Linked DNA regions of Mus musculus: region 2 is linked to region 1. A link is a contact called in public promoter capture Hi-C data. All regions are on one chromosome and are shown on one strand. Each heading gives the region's core, a stretch centred on a gene start, on an enhancer-like site or on the middle of the called end of the contact. The rest is flanking DNA. Distances are from core to core; before and after follow the strand shown. Region 1 overlaps Ttc7b (tetratricopeptide repeat domain 7B). Region 2 overlaps Ttc7b (tetratricopeptide repeat domain 7B).

Evidence for each region. Capture Hi-C pulls out chosen DNA fragments and counts their contacts.
Region 2: a promoter capture Hi-C map of adipose tissue shows a contact between it and region 1. The contact joins two enhancer-like sites. A contact is called at or near these places in 4 of 484 Hi-C or Micro-C datasets (the G1E-ER4 cell line, embryonic fibroblasts, epidermal suprabasal cells and 1 more), 2 of 115 datasets of contacts at active chromatin or transcription factors (both in embryonic stem cells) and 2 of 9 other capture datasets (adipose tissue and liver).

Annotation. Positions count from the first base shown.
Region 1 is chr12:100,315,461-100,321,443 of GRCm38.p6, forward strand. The region is part of intron 19 of Ttc7b (tetratricopeptide repeat domain 7B); the gene reads right to left. Among named protein-coding and RNA genes, the nearest start is that of Gm51958, 31 kb to the right of the region's middle. Within about 2 kb of position 4,496, at least 32 of the 459 cell types and tissues checked have an H3K27ac peak or open chromatin away from gene starts, as enhancers often do. A contact at or near this core is called in adipose tissue, where this site is marked.
Region 2 is chr12:100,464,956-100,470,806 of GRCm38.p6, forward strand. Ttc7b (tetratricopeptide repeat domain 7B) reads right to left here. Exons shown (of 20, transcript NM_001033213.1): 4 at 1,225-1,355. Among named protein-coding and RNA genes, the nearest start is that of Gm36375, 27 kb to the right of the region's middle. Within about 2 kb of position 2,421, at least 12 of the 459 cell types and tissues checked have an H3K27ac peak or open chromatin away from gene starts, as enhancers often do. A contact at or near this core is called in adipose tissue, where this site is marked.

The DNA of each region.
Region 1 (5,983 bases), core at 3,246-5,745:
TTTGTATAAAACGCAGGCGGCAGGTAAAGAATTTAACAGCTTATGGGAGTTCTAATTAGAGAGCCAATTATAACTCGATTGACCTGCCTTGCTTTGGAGGGCCTGGAAACTCGCATGTTGTCCTTAGGAAGAAGCAGATTTTGCTTCTAGTTTGTTCTGGGAGATCTCCGCAGGGATCTTTGGCTCTGGCCCCATGCATCTGTCTAGATCTGGCAGCCTGGTGCAGAGGATGAGAGAGAACCTGCAGGGCCCTGGACTCCTATAGGGAGGGGCCGAGCTTTATTTATGAAGACACAGCATCCACTGTCAGAGGCTGCTCTGTGCCAGGCTAGCGGCTTCTGCTGCATTTAGAAGGACACTGGCCAGAATTTCAATTATAGATCTAATCAAGAGTCAACTCTTAGCTAGGCAGGATCCCAGGCCAGTATGTATGTGTGTGTGCGTGTATGTGTGTGTGTGTGTGTGTGTGTGTGTGTGTGTGTGTGTGTGTGTGCATGTGCGTGTATCATCTCCCTACTCCTCTCAGCAAATCACTGTTGTTACCAGCCTGGAGAACAGGCACCAGACAGACATGAAAAGGGGGTGCTTCATACGTCTAAACATTTGTCATTTGACACACCTGCAGGCCTCTAGCTCACATGTGTGATCATGGCTTACTCCTGCTAGGGTGATCACCACCATCCCTCATGGATAGAAGAACCGAGGCCCAGAGAAGGAAGGCAACTTGCCCAGGGGCCTCAGCTCTGTTGTGTGGAAACTGTGTCTAATTCAAGCCATGTCTGCTCCTGATGTGTAGCCAAGAGAGGCTGTGCCGTCTGAGCTCCTCCTTCTGCACGGTGCAGGAGCAGGGCTGAGTCCCGCATGGAGAGCAGAGAGGACTGAGCTCAAGGACGTGGGATCTGGTAGAGCCACAGCCAAATCCCTTCTACAGGGACAAGCAGTGGCATCCGCATGATTGACTGGTCAGAGCCTAGATTTCCCACGAGTGTTGCTTCTCTCCTGCTCCCTAAGTGCTGGCACGCCACGGACTGTGCTCTTGGCCTCTCTCTTGCTTCCTCTCTATGATTTTTGCCTTAGCTTCAGCTATTGCCTGTTGCCAACCCCAAGTCACTGACCCAGCCTAGTCGTGTGCGGCCTGCTATCACTAGGTAGTTCTTCCTGGAGCAGGTGCCTGATGCCAGGCTAGCACTCTCCAGTCCGTGCACCAAGCCTTACTGGGCTTCCCTGCTCAGCACTTCTCATCTTGAACTGTCCTTAAGGATTCTGTTACCAGGTTACCAGCCCAGAGCATGGTCTCTCTACAGAGCAAATATAATCACATTGGCTTGGCTGTTTAGATTTTATCTTGTACAATTTCAAACCTTCAGAAAAGCAAAAAGGCTAATATAACAAACTAATAGCCAAAGTTAACAGCTGCTAAACCTTTTCCTTATAAAGAAAATTGTGGTGTGTGCGTGTGTGTGTACACATGCACATGCGTGCACCATGCTATGCTTGCATAAGTCAGAGGGCAGCTTTTGGCGTCGGTTCTCTCATGGGTCCTGAGAATTGAACTCAGGTTGTCAGGCTTGGTGGCAATCACCTATTGATTCACCGCACTGGTACTGCTAACTTTCTTCTGTATTAGCTTAATTAATCTATTTTGGGGGAAGGGTGATTATTTATTATAAGTGACAGGCATTTTTATCTCTAAACCCCCTTTAAAATTAAGGATGTTTTTTTATAACCACTTGAGCATCTCAGACTCACACTGTATATAGTACCCTCAGAAGTGATGTAGTCAGGACTTCTGGTACAGTCATCACCGGCATCCGCCTTGTTCTTTCCTAGTTGGTTTCTGCTAAAATGAAGAAGCTGTGATGATCTCTAACTCTGCAGTTCACCTAACTCACTGGTGAGGTGAGGTCTGAAGGCACACACCTGCTACGTGTCCATTTTGGACTTCTATTTGTTATTCAAAGAGACCTTCCCACGGGAGATGGCTTCCCAAAAGCTTTGGGCCTAAAAGTTTTACCATTCTTCTGCAAGTCCAGAAATCAAGTGGAGCTGACATGGCCCAAAAGGAGCCCACAGCACTCAGCAGGGAGTTCAGAACATGGTGGCAGTCATACGCTTAATCCATGTTCAAAGGTAGGTAGCAGGCTAGGGAGGGAGGCAGAGTGAAAGAAACTCAGGATTAAGATGCAGGGGCCAGGAATTTGTAACAGGAGTTGGAAACATTATAGGGAAACACAGACCAACCCAGGCAAAAAATCTCCATGTCTTTCCCAAGCCAAGAAGTTTCCTGTGTGCGGCAGGAAGGCAGAAGAGCCTAGTTGGTATGCTGTATTGGAACAAGAGGACAGCATTTCTAAGGATAACGGCATGGGTAGGATATATCAGATTTGGAAACATTTAGGTACTGAGACTGAATTGGCTGCCAGTCACCTAAGACTTCAGAGCAAAATCAGAAGTAAGCAGAGCTCTGGTATTTCCCTCCAGCTGAGGTGAAGAAAGACTTAATGCTACAGGGCACCACACAGTTTGCACTTGAGAGCCTGTTCTGCCCTAGGTTGCTTTTTGGGTCTGTGACTACGGTCTCTAGGGAGAGCCAGGTCACCTGATGCCAATTCTTCCTGGCCAGTGTAGGGACAAGTGTTGCTGGGTTGGAGGGCTCCCAAACAAAAAGAAACTGCCTCTGGAGGAAGTCCCTGCCCCGAGGGATGCTTCAACTATAGGGTTAGGGTAGGGACAGCTGGGCTATGCTGGACAGGAGCCAAGTGATCACAAGCAGGTTCTCTATGCCCAGGGGGCGTCCCTTTTGCTTAAAGGAGGACACAGATGCCCAACACCCCAAAACAGTTATAAACTAAACATAAGTAATTAAAAAAAAAGAATTTAAGAATCTCGGAGCTACAACTGATATCACTTACAACACTTGCTGCTCTGTCCCTGCACCAATCATGCCCTTGGATACTCACTGCATCTTGCACTGGCTGTTTCTAGAGTTGCCACATGCTCCAAACCAGACCGTGAAGCCCCCATCAGGGGAGCCCATTCACAGAGCAACCCCAGGGCCCCCGAGGCCCTGGACAGGAGCCATGGATGTTTTCCTCAAGAGGACGTGTTCTATTCACAGCTCATAGAAATCACAGAGGAAATCTACACCTAGCAATGACAGTGATGCTGACAGTTCATCCTATATCGAACCTATACAGTGACACACGTGGGTCCTACACCTACTCCGTCTACCGTGAGAAAGTGGAAGTTTACAAGTGATGGACCCTTCAGTTGCTCAGCATTTGCATACCACACTCCAGGTCCTAGGTTCAATCCTAAAAACATTTAGTCAAAAAAAAAAAAAAAAATCCAACCCAACCCAACCCCAAATGGAACTGAACCAAAGCAAACCAAACAAAACCCTCAAGTAACAAAGCAACAAAGAAGGCAACAGACCTGGGGCCTGGCCGCTGTTCTAACGCACCGCCACTGAGGCTCCGACTCCTCATGCTGACAACTGCTCAGGCTTGCCCTGATTTGCGCTAACTTACAGCTTGACCAGGGCAGATCACCTAGAGCCGCTTTCCTCTCCAGTATCAAGAAATTCTCTATTTCACTAAATAGTGTAACAACGGGTCTGACATACAACCTTTCAAATTAGACTGTAGTGAAAAAGTGAGATGTAGGTAGGGCTAAGTACTAGCTGAAAGGCCTTAAATTGTCAATGAGGCTAAAGTGTTACATGGGCCACTAGAAAGAGTGGAGGTAGAACACACTGCAGCGGTGACCCATCAGCTAGAAGGGCGTGTTCCCCTCTCTGGACCAGGCACTTAAGCCCAGCCATGTTGAGTAGAGAGAGTAGGCAGAGACAACTGCAGGCTTATTAGGGACTCAGCAAGTACACAGACAGACAGACGGCTGGGGAGGCATCTAAACAGCTCGCAGGCCTTCGGAGAAGTTGCTCTCTCTAGTTTTCAAAGCAGTTTTCTAGTTCTAAAGAACACAGAAGACAATTACAAGATGAAAGAGACTTCGTAGCAGACTGCGGGGCGGGTTTTGCTGTGTCAGTCATTCTTTCTGTGCATGGGAAGAAAGCTGACACTGGATGAAAGAGACTGGCTTCTGAAAGGAGGAAGGCCTTCGAGTTCTATTCCAGGAGTTCCTGTGCCTTAGCAGAGGCTTCTCCCAAGAGAAGCGGGAGGTCAGAAGGTAATCTTGGACTGTTAGTGTCACAGGACCCTCATCATGCTGATGGTCAGTCAGACCAATGCAGGGGCAGAGGCTGGCAGGCCCTACAGCCCTAGTCTCTCTCTGCCCAACAGGAATACGCTAGGAGACAGGAGACAGACTTCTGATGATAAATCATAAGACACCATAACTCCCTCTATCTCAGGGGACAGACAGACACCTCCAAGGACTGGAGACAAAAAAAACCCACCAAGTTTCATGAAGCCAATGTCAGCTTCCTTATTAAGAGAGGCTTCCCTCTTTCCCTGCTTCACAGCCACCACGCCCTACAGGAGGAAGTTTTGACACAGTAAACAGGCTTGAGAGCTTGAAGACAGTTTAAAGTCAGTGCTCACATCAGGTCTCCACTTGAAACTTCAGAATAGAGGCCATTATGGCAGAACAGTGTGTGTGGACAGCTTTGTTTTGATGAGACGCCTTAAGAGCTGTTCGAAGAACTGAAAATGGAGGCATAGTGCAGGTGCCAGGTGCCAGCAAACCTCGTGTTGTAAAGCCTGCCATCCACATAGGGCAGCAAGGGGCATTCCTAGCACCGTAGGCTCTTCCTGCCATTAATGCTCTCCCTCTTGAGTTTATGCACCTGTGGCCATCCCAGAGCCTATGCTTCAGAAAACACGAGACCCAGGAAAGCCCTCTCACACAGCCTGTGTACCCCTCCTCCCCAAGAGAGCCCTGGACTGTGCTCTGCACTGAGCAGTGACCTCCTGCAAGCAGCTGCAGGTGGCAGGCTCCCTCCCATTCATCACCCCTCACAGACTGCTACCTTATCTTCCTCCAGGGAACTCTGATGTCTTGCACCTTCCTAATCTCACTGCCCTCTCTGAGCTATCACTGAATGACAATGGCTCCCATCCTTTTCCTGTCCCTGGCATGTCTTGGAGCGTCAACGTTCATGGGTAGATCTCTTTATGCTTTTGGTTTGCTGTCCTCAGCTGGTCTCTGCCTTGTCTAGCCTTGTCTTGGAGAACTGCTCATTCCTCTGGGGCATACACTGATTCTCTCTGCTTGCTTTTTGTGCTAGAGGTGAATGGTGGGAGCAGTGTTGATTAAGCTATTCTAGGGCAGAGACCCCAAAAGTAGACAGTTCCAGCTGTCCTGGTCAGAAGCTGGAAGTGGTCTTATTTCTTTCTGTCTTGGCCAGAGGGGACTTGGGTTCCTGATCAGGTTTTTGGCCATCTTTCTTTCCTTTCACACGACCTAAATGAGCACCCTTGCCTGGAAACTATAAGTGAAGATGTGGCTGAAACTGAGAGGCAGCGGACTTCTTACCGGTGGACCCATGCCTCAGTCCAGTTTCTTTCAAAAGACCCTTAGACTAAGCATCTCTATGGCACCCCATTTTCTAGGACTCATTCCTGCTGTATGGAAGCTCTGCCTCTTTCTCTTACATTCCCAACTACAATCTTATGAAATTCCTTGTCAAGCTCACTCTCCTGTTTTCTGTGAATGTCACTGAGTTCTGGAGACAAGGACCCGGAAGCCACTGGTCCCAAGTTGTTCTGGTGGCTGTTGGTTAGTCTAGGACTCTAGCACTGTTATGCTCATCTGGGATGGGAGAGAAAGGTTTCATGTTTCATAAACCCCACATTTCCTGCATCAGTGTTAGCTGGCCCCTGCTCTGGTTCACTGTGCACTGCACCCCCCCCCCCCAGCCTCCGATCCTCTACTATGCTCTGAGCATCTTTGCCCCCATGTTGTCCACTCAACAGACCTTGAATGAGCCCCATGTCTGCTCCTGTTTCCTACCATTTTCTCA
Region 2 (5,851 bases), core at 1,171-3,670, 150 kb after region 1:
TTAAAGGTGTGGTGGAACACACCTTTAATCTGGGCTACACCTTTTGCTGGAGACAATATAAGGACATTGGAAGAAGGGAGTCTAGCTCTTGCTCTTGCTCCTTTGCCTGCTTGCTGCGTGAGACTGAGTAACTGCTAGATCCTTGGACTTCCATTCACAGCTGCGACTGAACAATTGTTGGGAATTCGGCTGCCGACTGTAAGTCATCAATAAATTCCTTTACTATTTAGAGATTATCCATAAGTTCTGTGACTCTAGAGAACCCTGACTAATACACCACCCCTGGCCCCACCCCTGACCTCATCCCTGACCCCACCCTGACCTCATCCCTGGCCCCAGCCCTGGCCTCATCCCTGGCCCAGCCCTGGCCCCAGCCCTGACCCCACCCCTGGCCCCACCCCTGACCTCATCCCTGACCCCAGCCCTGGCCCCACCCCTGACCTCATTCCTGGCCCCACCCCTGACCTCATCCCTGGCCCCACCCCTGACCTCATCCCTGGCCTCATCCCTGGCCCCAGCCCTGGCCCAGCCCTGGCCTCATCCCTGACCCTATCCAGCCTCAAGCCAACTCTGCTCCCTCAGTCTCTGCTTCTGTGACATTCTTGTCAGTTGCTACTTTTCCTTACCCTGACACAGACCACTTGACTGCTCGGTCCTCTGCAGACAGTCCCAGGAGACACACAACCTGCTCCAAACACACTAGTTAAAGACCCAGAAGACCTCTGCCACACTATCAAGGTAAAGCAACCCAAAACCCAGGTAAATACCTGCTGGTGTGAAGACCAAGTAACGATGCATGGATTTTTTTTTTTTTTTCCGAGACAGGGTTCCTCTGTGTAGCCCTGGCTGTCCTGGCACTCACTTTGTAGAGCTGGCTGGCCTCGAACTCAGAAATCACCTGCCACTGCCTCCCAAGTGCTGGGATTAAAGGCGTGCACCACCACCGCCCAGCAAGATGCATGAATCTTAACCAGGGAGAAGAGTGGTAAAGGTATGGACAACCCATACTGTTGTATCTGCACACTGACCCAGTTACTTTTATAAATACCATACCTATGACCACTTCCTCCATAACACTCAGGAATGCAAGCAGAGTTTGTGCCAGGGGCAGACAAGTAAGGCAAAGGCTTTCTTTCCAGTGGTCGGCTACAATTCCCACAATCTGATGTGGGCACACGGAGCGGGGTGGTATCAGTTGGAGTGAACATATATGGCCTTACTTACCCTTTCTATCTCCTGGAGGTACAAGAGTGCAATGTCCCCAGCTTTCTCATAGCAGGTGATGACGTCCTGCTCCCGGTCCACATGGAGATTACTGGTAGAGGACGAAACAGGCAGTTTCTCTAAACAAAGTCCTAAGAGCAAAGCAAACACATAGAAACTGAACAAGTTGGTTTTCATAGGACATGATTCTAAGTCTGGATGCACAGGGTCACAGAATGGTCGGCTCTGCAAGAGGCTATCGGAGAAGCAGATCCTCTATCCTGACTTCCTTTTAATTAGACAGGGTCTTGCTATGTAACACTGGCTGGTCTGGATTCCCTGAGTAAACCAAGGATCCACTTGCCCCTCTCTCTGCTTCTCAGTTAAAGGCACAGGGCACCCACACCCTGACTGTCTTCTCTTTTAAAGACAAAATGGAATATCAAAATGAAGCTCCAGAAGGAATATCTAAAGTTGCAGAAGAAAGGGGCCATTCAGTTCACACCACATGCAGTCTGGCTCACCCTGAACTCAGCTTGAACTGGAGAGGGCCTTCACACGAGCTCTTTCAGTCCTGAAGCGTATGGTAGTATGGTGGTCATGTTTAGACATCAGCATGACCAAGCAACGGGATGCTAGGACATCGGGACAAACCTTCTGGGTATGTCTGTAGGGTTTTCTGGATGAGACTTACACTTGGGCTGGTAAACAGAGTAAGCAGGTTCCCTTCCCTACGTGGGCAGGCCTCATCCAATCAGCTGGGAGAAAGGCAAGCATGGTCTTTCCCTGTCTGAACTGAAGTACTGGCTTCTTGCTTGGGGCCTGCTAGCTGTCTGGCTGAAACCTATGCCACTGGATCTTCAGGTGCCCAGGACTCTAGACACGAATGGAAGTATGCCAGCAGCTCCCTTTAGGGTTCTAGCAGTTAACTAAAGGTCTTATCTCCAACTCACCATGTCCCAGGATGGTTCTGATTAATACAAAGACCCTCACTCAACTATGCCCAAAGCTTTTCAACAATTTTTTAAAATAAGCAAGCCTGTCAACTCTAGTTTAGAGTTTATATGTCCCCTAAGGCCTTTAGTTAGAAGCCTGGTCCCCCCTTTACCCCCAGAGGTGCTACAGGGAAGTCATGGAATCTTTTAAGACGTGGCAGTGAGTGGGAAGTCTTTAGGTCACTGGGGCATGCCTTGGAATAAGTTTTCAATTCTCTGAGGGAACATTACTTAGAAACTTGGGAAATCTTATTACATTAGGACCAACACTTAGGCCTACAAGCTTAGGAGTAATTAAACCACGAGGCTGATTCTGGACCGAGAGAAAACCCAGAAACCTGAAGGTATTTTTCTCATAGATGGGGCAAACTCTTTGCTAGGGTAGAGTTCAGGGCTGAGATGTACAAAAGCATGAAAGGCTGAAAAAATAACAACATGAGGACAAGCAGACACTTCTTGACCCCCGTGCTGACCGACCTTCAACCCCCTAGAGAAACCAGACACAGTGGGGGAAGGACTAGCAGGTTTTCACAATAGGATCTCTGTTGCCTCAAGTGCCTTATGACATGGTATGCACCCAGCTCATTTAGAAGTCTGAGTCTGGAATTAGAAGGGACCAAAAAGGTCAATTCTCTTTTACAGCTAAGAAGTGGAGACCTGTCATGATAAAGAAAGTGATTTCCTTCAAATCAGACAGTTAATGGGTCTTTAGTCTCCTGCCTGGCATATACCATTATGCATGACATACATACATGACATACATACATGACATACATACACACACACACACACACACACACACACACACACACACGTTAGTATTCAAAGTGAACTCCACTCCACAGAGGGAAGTGGACACACAAAGTATCAAGAAAAAAAAATCTGAAACCTCACATGCACCCTCTTGAAAAAGGGCATCATCCAAGTTGCTCTCAGCACAGTGCAAATGCCCCTAGGCCACAGATAGTCACAGGAGAGCACCAGGCTGCACAAAGAGAAGAGCCACCTTTATTCATAGGGAGCCAGCAGTCAGCATAGTCCCCTGGGAGTCAGTAGTCACTGCTCTGTCACCACAGTAGCTCTGCCAGAGCTTCTGTTAGGTTTTAGAAGTCTTATTGAAGGGCTGGAAGAATGGCTCACTAATTACGAGCACTGGCTATTCTTCCAGAGGCCCCAGGTTCAACTCCCATCACCCACACAGCAGCTCATAACCATCTGTAACCCCAGTCTTGGGTTATATGATACTGTCTGTGGGCACTGCATGCATGTGGTGCATAGATAGACATGCAGGCAAAATACCCATAGAAATAAAATAGACCTCTGTAGTACTTTATGATAACAGGGCTGGCTTGTGATCCTGTTTTTTCACTAATAAAAGTCTATAGCTGTGTTAAGGCTTACTCTTTAAATTATACATGAATTGTAACAAATGTATGGCATCATGTATCTACCATTGTTATATGATACAATGTACCTACCACCTTAAAAATGTCCAGTGCCCACCTATTCATCTGTTTTCTCCTGGAAACCACTAAGCTTCCAGTCTCCAAGAATTTGTATCCAGAACTCTATACAGTTGGAATCAGGGAGTCCACAGCCAGGCTGCTCTCCAGTAGCAATACATACTGAAGGCCCCTCCATGTCTTTCCATGGTTTACTTCTTTCTCTTGCTATTACCTATCTATTGCTATTACCAATATTGCACTTACCTATCTGGCTACTGAATAGTTTGCTTGATGGCTTAGTTTTGGCTATTGGAGAAGTTATAAGCATAATTGAGTATGATTTTTTTTTGGAGACATAAGTTTTATTTTAATTTAGTAACTACCAAGATATACAACTTCTAGATCACATACACTGAAGTTACAGCCTTGGAAGAAATGACTAAGATCAGGTCTGTGCACCCGCAGGGCTGAGCGAGCTTCCCCTGTTCTTCTTGTGCGCAGCACTGGTGTTAACAGATGGAGTTAGCCAGGCAGGCAGATGTGCAGAGCTCACTCTTGTATTCATCTGCTCAGATTAAGTCCGTTTCCATCCTGCCCTCCCTCAGTTCAGAGCGTCAATCTACTATCATTGTTCACTCCTTCTGGACACTTCATGTAAGCAAGGTGATACATGTGGCTATGGAAGTTGACCTCTCTGCATGCATGCTTCCAGCTCATCCAGGTTATAGCAAACATTGTTTCTCTTTTCATAGCTTTCCTTCCATTGCTCTGATAGGGTGCATTTTCTATCCAATTGCCAGTTATAGACATGTGGGTTGTTATCATGCTGGTTATTATGAACGATGTAGCTATAAATATTCATGGAAAGTTTTCATGTGGAGAAATATTTTTAATATTCTCTAGCAGATACCTACGGTGGAATTGTTAGATCACACAACAAGTTTCTTTTTAACTTTTTAATTGCCAATTTATTGTTCTAAGCTGGCTTCACCTTCTTGCATCTGCCCAGCAATGTGTGTGGGTGCTATCTCCACAGAGCTGCCACTGTTACTGTCTGACTTTTAAAAAGCACTTCCAAAGAGGACAGGAAAGAGCATCTCATTGTGTTGAGTGATTCTTCCGTCACCGCTGACTCCAACCGTTACCCATCTGTTCCTCGGAGTATTTATTATCTGCACGTCTTCCTTAGGCAAGTGTCTCCTAAAATCTTTTACCCACTTTCAGGGTGGCCAATTTTCTTACTCGCTTGAGATACTTTATATATTCTAGATAAAAGTGTGCAGATTTATGCAGTCTATGACTCCTTTCTTCCTCTTCCTCCTCTTGTTTCTTTTTGTTGGTTTGGGGTTTTTTTGTTTGTTTGTTTTACATTTTTTAAATAGCAGGAAAAAAATGAAATCCAGTGTTTTCCTTAAATGGGCTGAGCTGTGCTAACAAAGCTTTACCATGCATGCTCTCTAGACTTGGGAAACCAGACTGTGATTCACACTGCCACCATTTTCACATATGCTGCAAGGTGCAGCCTGAACTGAATTCTTTGCAAACAGACCTCCAGCTTCCTAATTCCACACAACTGAGGATTTTCCTGCCCTGATGAAATGTACTATCCTAGAGAGTTGATGGGCACCAATGGTGCATCTCTGGACTGTCTTCTGTTACTGACAGCTGTGTATGCTCACACTAATGCCTTGTGAACACACCTAACTCACGGCTGGGAGAACTGAAGGCTGCCTGCTTGCAGGACTCTGGTGAGAGAGGACAAATCGAAGTTCAAGCCTACTCTTTCCTCAGCTCTTCCTTCCATGCCTTTCACCATTACTGATTTTAGGCCGTGTCTGACTATGGAATGAACAGTAAGCATGAGTGACTTCCCTGGGTGTGGGCGTTTCTTTTTCCTGCGGATGTCCTGCTGACCGTCTTGGGGAGCACTGACCTGCATTAGAGACACAGTTGAGCTCTTCTAACTTTGTCACAACTTGTTTCCGACCTAGAATACACTTGCTCTTGGTCAGTCTTGTGCTAGAAGAGAATATGTGTTCTGTTGTTAGGTAGGATGCCATCGGAGTCAGCACACTGTCTCCCGGCTTCTCTCTATAACTTACGGATCTGTCTTCCTGCTTTAGACTTGATTGAGACAAGGTTACTGAGTCACAGCAAAACTATATAGCTACCTGCTTCTCTGTAAACTGTTAACAACTTTCACTTCAT